2 separate regions of the Zea mays genome follow, and region 2 is linked to region 1. Evidence: chromatin contacts called from public Hi-C data. All regions are on one chromosome and are shown on one strand. The core of a region is the stretch at or near the end of the contact, and the rest is flanking DNA. Distances in the headings are between cores, read along the strand shown. Region 1 holds the start of LOC100382841. Region 2 holds the start of LOC100217181 (putative casein kinase family protein).

Region 1 (3,413 bases), core at 651-3,150:
CATCTAATTTCTATAGCATTAATTTAGCTGCCGCATAAGCAACTTGGTGACATGACAATAAAATTAATAAGAAAAGAAAGGAAATGGTTTCCTCCATGAGAAATCAGTAGTATGTTTGTTGGGGCGAAGGCGAACATGCCATCCTTCGCTCGACGACATCTACCTCGCGTCCGCACGGGCGAAGGCTGCTCCCGCAGGCATCTGCTCGGACGAAGGCCGCTCCCGCAGGCCCCACCGGACAGACCAAGGACTCCGTCCACAAGGAGGTCTGTTCGGCCCCCTTCGCTCCCACAAGCCAAGACGAAGACCCAGGGAAGACCATAAGGCCTCGTCCCCCTCAGAGCAGGGAGGGCTCGTGTGCAATTCGGCCCATAAAATAGGGCCCCGCGTCCGATCGCATTGTGGGCAGTGTGGGTTTGGCCGTGCCTGTAATAAAATATGCCGTAATGACTCACTGTAACCCCCCTTGAGGGAATATTCCGGGGATAAACTAGGTAATCGAGGGCCTAAATGTCCTTGACAGGGTTGGGCAGTCTCTCGGTTACCTATAAATACTCTCGTACTGTACCATTGCAGGGGACGAAGAAAAAACAGTGTTGCCCCAACACATTGCGTCTACTGGCATCAAACTGTTTTTCATTCTCTCACCATTTAAGCTTGGCTGACCACAAGTTAGCAAGTTCCAACAATATTCACTTGGCTTTAATCTATACCGGCTTCTACTGCTTTTATAATGTTGTCTCTATGGACTGTAGCTGTAGCAGTCCAAACATTTAGCTTTAATCCGAAGAGAACAACCCCGGTCTACACGCGCAAAGAAGATCTAAAAACCCACAGTTTTGCGCGTTGGTGACGAGCATCCGGTTATCATAGTTTTTATAAGCGATTTCTTAGCGAGGTGTTAACTATAGAAATCGTTTAGCAGTTTCTAGGATGTGAGTGCTCTTAGAGACAGATACGCTGAATAGCCTACACAATGTTACCCTCTTCCTACTCTGCTTTGTTTTTGTAGTAGTACGTGGGTTGGAAAATGGAAGGTCGAGCGTTTGAAGACCCCATTCGATATTTCCATGCCGCACGGCTCTCGGGCGCATATTGTGTTGCCATACGCTGATACGCATGCAGCCGTTGCCCCCCATCCGTCCGTTTCCCCCAAAACACAGACGGAACCGGCGGGAGGCGGGGGAAGTAGAAGAAAGAAGAAGCGTAACAGAATACTAGAATGGAACGGAACGCGGACGGGTGGGGGAAACGGCTCCCAATTCCAATCCCCACACGCAATGCAAGCCTCACTAGCTCATGCCCCCCGGGCCCGGCGGGACGCGTGAGCGGCACTGGGGGCGAAACGCTTTTGTTATGCTGCGAGGCATGGGGCGGGCGGGAGGAGGCCGGCCGCCGCCGCCTCCGCGTCGCGCGCGGGCCGGGCCCTGGCTGCTAGCAGCGCGGCATTATTGCGCCCGATCGCGTGCGTACTGTGTAACCGCACCGCGCCTCGGGTGGGTCGTATCGTACTAGTAGTAGTAGTAGACCGTATAGACATGGGATGCCTAGGGGCCGGCCTGGGGGCAGCTGGTGGCTGGCCGCTCTGTCTCTGTGCTCGCCTGCTCGGCATCAATGCGCGCGGCGCCAGTGCATGCCGTCTGCAGTCCGTAGAATCGCTGTAGATGGCCAGCAGTCCGGGGCCACACACACGCAGAGAGGCAACACGTGAGCCGAGGGGACTCTCTCGCAGCCTCTGACCGCGTGGGGCCGGATGATAAATCACGCACGGCGAGCGTAGACGGCTAGCACAGCGAGTGTCACTCTCTCTGGGTTTTCAAAGGTTTGAGAATATCAAACTTTCTTAAATTTGGTTTTATAAATTTATAAAACGGAGGTCGAAAAGAGACGTGCGCCAGCGGCCGAGCCTGCCCTGCACCTGCGCGGTTATAAAACGCTAGGGAGAGGGCGGGAGCAAGAGCGCTTGGCGAGGTCCTGGATGACTGACTGACCACACTAGCGCAGCGCGCACAGGAGCAAAGGGGGGCATCCTCTATCGCGCGCGCGCCATGGCCACCAGGCCGGGCCCTTTGACTGAATGGCCATGGCAAAGGCTTGGAAACTTCAAGGTGCGTATATGGCAAGCGTTCACGCATGGTGTGCTTGCTACTCTCCTATCCTCTTTCTTTCATCTTCACCACGCCTTCTTCTTCCTTGGTTTCGTTTCGCCTGCGGGCGCGTGAGATCTATCCGATGCGCGCGTCGGAGGCCATGGCTGTGCTCCGGCGGTTTCGGTGCTGTAGGACTACCGTCACTCGTACTGTTTGCATGCGTGTGATGGTAAGCTTCATCTAGGAGGTTACTGTCTGTGCGTGTACAGAGGGGCGTGATGAGTATATTAAAACGAGATTACTGTAGTAGCTCATGCACATGTAACTGCTTTCCGCAACGAGGTGGTGCCTTTTTTCCCCCCACTTCAGATATGGTAATGACGGTGTTATCATTAGAGAAGTATAATAAGTGGCCGTAATCAGGCTAAATGTTGATGTGGAGCGGAAAGAAGAGGAGGAAAATGAGAAGTAAACTTATAGCCAGCTTCAACGCAAAGGTCACTGCAGCAGCAGTGGGCTGAATTATTAAACTTGTTCTTAGAACGCTGTTCTGTATGCTGTATAGCTTTTGGCTTGCTTCCATCGTATGTATGAAGTCATCGAACACGGCTCTTAGGCTGTCTTGGATAGATCGTGTAGAATAGGAGATACGGAACTAACTATAGATGAGATTGTTTGACACTGTTTTGCAGAGTAAATTTTGAAATAGACGATACGGTAAGGGATATGATAGGGATACGCTGGAGATAACCTTGACTGTACACTGTAGAGTAGATAACGTCCCTAGAAACAAAGAAAGTGGTGTAGAGTAGATAACATCACAAGCACCATATTCTTTTACTATCTCTAAAAGTTTTTTTGTCCTCTGTATTTTATTTTTCTCCAACAACAACGTACCTATATGTTAAATACTTATATATAAGACATATTTTACTATATGTTGGTAGATTTATGTATGTAAATATCTGTTATACCTTAAATATCTTACTTATACATATTTTAATTTTGCTTAAACCGTTGTCTAAAGTATAAAAAAATAGATAGAAGAGAGGAGATAGAGTCTCTCTCTATATATAAATTTGAGGATCATCTTTTATATTTATATTTAGCGGACACTTTAGAGAATATCATTGAAGCGTATGGACGAGAAAATTTTATCTAAATATAAGTTGGGGAGATCGTTTAGAGAAAATAAAAAAAGACCTTCATTCTCGTCATCATTCGCGTATGCTCGCATTTATGCATATACGAAATATAATACACGAAAAGCCGAGAATACTGGGTACATATAAATGTGTGTGCTCCTGACCCCATTGCTCTTTT
Region 2 (3,413 bases), core at 287-2,786, 440 kb before region 1:
ACATTGTACTCCCCATCCACTCCAAACCATTTCAAATGAGGAATTCCAGCTGAAGTTTAGAAGAAAAAATATTGAATCAGTGAAAGCATATGAAACAAACAGCCTATGTCCTTGTATTATTACTTACTTCCCCCTTGGAGAAGCATGTATAGTTTTGACTCATAATGAAGCTGAGGATGCCTTGATTTTACAGATTCCTGGTAAACATGAGATGACGAAAAACGGTCAGGTAGTGTGCCTTGAGGCTGAAAGGGGTACTACCAAGACTAAGACTGAAAGATCATATTGCTTGAAAATGGCTAACCTCATTCTGTCTCAAAACGTAATACTATATGTTCAGGCTACAAATCCATTACATATAGAGCAATATAACCTAAATTTTCCCATAGCACTTTTTTTTGCTTTAGTCAATCCATAATCCACGTCATACATACAGGATAAAATGTAAAATTTAAAGTTCTCTTATCACGGACCACCATAAATCAACTTTCTGCAAGTGCTATTTCATATGTTCAAAATGGCCCTATGAAATATGACTCGTTACTTCTTTTCCCTAAAAAAAAGGAGGAGCTGTTATACAGCCACACTAATGAAAGGTAACAGAACCATGATTTGGACTGAATCCACAGGTCAATTCGCATGGACAACCAAGAAACGGTTTGAAAGTCTTGTTATTAGTCATGTAAAAATATAACTCAGAACCATGTCAGTATCTTTGAAAGCAATTACATGCACAGCACCATTCATTTTCATAATTATGTCATGCCATAATCTACACGAGAATTCTTCGGGGAAACGGTTCTAGCAATGGTTGGCCAAATATATGTTTGCATATGGAACAAACTAATGCCGAATGTCAGGCATGTATTTCCACGATAGGGAGAAAAAAAAATGGTCCACGAACAGTATCAAACTATCTCATACCAACTTGATAGCCACCTCCTCGCCGCTCTGTACGTTGACACCTGCAGCCAAAAGGAAACATCATCGCATCAACGACAGACGCGGAACGACGAGCAGTACAAAACAGCGGCGCGTAGGAACCCGCAGACACGCGTGGGTCAAGGGCCCGGCGAGACGCTTACCGAGATAGAGCTCCCCGAAAGATCCGCTCCCGATCTTCTTCCCAAGCTTAAACTTCCCTCCGATCACGTGCTCCATTCCCGCAACCCCGCACCGCACGATTCACCCGGCCAACAACCGCCCCGCAGATCGTCCCTCTCCGATGGAGAGCGCTCACATTGCCCGTCTGCAGCGAGATTCGAGCCCGGAGCGCCCGGGAACAAGGGTTTCCCCGGATCTCCCAACCCAACCCAGGGTAGATTCCGCGCTGCGAAACGCCACGTGCGACGGAGCAGTCAAGGTCGACCGGCGGACGGGCGGGCGGGCGACGACGAGGCGGATCGAATTGGCGAGCGACCTCGGACGTGGGGCGAGGGAGGGATTCGCGTCTCTGATTTCCGGGGGAATTTTTTCGGGGGGTGAGAAGGGCGGGGGTGAGAAAGTGTGGAAGGGATGGGTGGGACGCGGAAACCGTGGGAGACGGACGGGGCAGGGCAGGACAACGGGTAGGTGGGATAGGAGAGCACGGGCACGGGCACGGCGTCTGGTTTTGTTTTCGCATGGTTCTTTCTTGCGTTGCGTCTAGTTTTTGTGAGTCCCATTCCCATCCCATCCTATACATGTTTGTTACCGAACGTCCAAATCAAACTGAATGAATTAGTGGAGCTCCCGTGGTGCCAACACGCGGTGACTTTCGTCTGGCACAAAAAAAACAAGCTGAATGAATTAACGTTTCAAAAGAGAAGGACAGCAGTGGTGGAACCGAAAGTTGTCGTTTGTGATGTGGGATTGACAGCCTCACCTCCTATTTTTATACGTACGTAAAGTGTTTGCATCTTGTTTAGCCCCTGTTTGTTTCGGCTTTTCACAGCTTCTGGCCATCAGAAGTTGCTGCGGACTGCCAAACACTCAGCTTTTCAGACAGCTTCTATAAAATTTGTTTGAGTAAAAACCATTCAAAATCAACATAAACATATAATCGGTTGAGTCGTCGCAATAGTAGTAATCCGTCACTTTATAGATCCTGAGCCCCATGGAAAACTTTATCTTCCTCCGCACGTAATCCTAATGATACTCAGATTTTCTACACAGCCAGATTCTTCCCACAGCTAGATTCTCGAAAAAGCTGGTCAGAAAAAAGCTGAACCAAACAGGCCCTTAGACTACCACTCTTGGATGCCTGCACTTTTGTATGGGTTGCGTCTCATTCTTCTCATATTTATGCAAATCTATGTTCATTGAAATAGAGTGAATATATGTCACATTTATTAATTTAATTTAATTACTATCCATATGTAAAATTTCACCAATAAATATCAAAAAGCTTGCAATAATTCCTTACAAATTAATTAATAAGGTTGTCATATTTTATAATAGTTTTTTACTGAGTCTCTACTAACTATTAAGACGATAGTGTAGACCACGGTGAAACCATGTCCTCACCTTGACGCCTATAGAAAAATCGTCCAAAATTATTGCGCTCGGGAGGGGGATCCAACCCATGGTATGGGAAGACATCGCACAACACTATATATGCTATGCTAGCCACTTGAGCGCAAGCAAGTTTGTATCTAATAGTCAATATATGTTATAAATATGTGTAGACTAGGTTTTCAAAATAATAAAAAATCATATCATGTCGGGCCGACATTACGGCCCGAGACAACGGCCCAAGCATGACATGTCTCTCGGGTCGGACTGTCACGAGTCCCATCTTAATAGTGTCGGGCCAAACCACGACACTATTAAATGAGTCATACCTCATGTCGGCCCGCTAGGCACGACTCATTTGACCATCTATGCTAACACCCTCCTTCCGCGCCATTCGTCAGTCGTAGGCCCCACACATCCCGCGCTCCTCGCCTCCTCCACGTCCGCGTCATACGCCCACCATCCTCGCCTCCCTCCACTTTGGTTGTCAACTGTGCATGCCCCCCGCTTGTTGCCCCTACCTCCTCGATCCCCTGCGGGTCGACATATCCCCCTGGTCCCCTCCCTCATCTTCTCCCTTCGCCTCCTCCTCGACGCTCGTGCCTCCGACAAGGATCCCGAGGGGCTCGTGGCCGGCGTCGAGGCGCTCAAGACTCCATCCAGGGCCGTGATGGGTTGTCTTATCCGTGTGCGCGCTACTTCTACAAGGTGGACGAGGAGCTGATGCACAACATGATCTAGGTCAGCATCGAGGACGTCACGCGGGTCGCGCACGTTGTGTGTCAGGCATGGTCGAGACTCGAGAGGAAGTGTGGCGCCATTGTCAACATCGGCTCCGGTGCCACTTTTGGTATGCCTTCCTATTCGCTCTATTCTGACTACGCCACCACCAAATCTCAGGGAGCATTTCAGATATTATT

Evidence for each region. Hi-C and Micro-C count contacts between places; a contact is called where the count stands out from the background.
Region 2: a Hi-C map of ear shows a contact between it and region 1, with 2.4 times the contacts expected there. The contact joins the promoter of LOC100217181 here to the promoter of LOC100382841 in region 1. A contact is called at or near these places in 2 of 25 Hi-C or Micro-C datasets (ear and tassel).

What each region holds. Positions count from the first base shown.
Region 1 is chr5:189,394,478-189,397,890 of Zm-B73-REFERENCE-NAM-5.0, reverse strand. It overlaps LOC100382841, which reads left to right and starts at 1,900. Exons shown (of 9, transcript NM_001350020.1): 1 at 1,900-2,108. The coding sequence starts at 2,049.
Region 2 is chr5:189,831,719-189,835,131 of Zm-B73-REFERENCE-NAM-5.0, reverse strand. It overlaps LOC100217181 (putative casein kinase family protein), which reads right to left and starts at 1,536. Exons shown (of 14, transcript NM_001143542.1): 1 at 1,086-1,536; 2 at 925-965; 3 at 128-197; 4 at 1-49. The coding sequence starts at 1,161.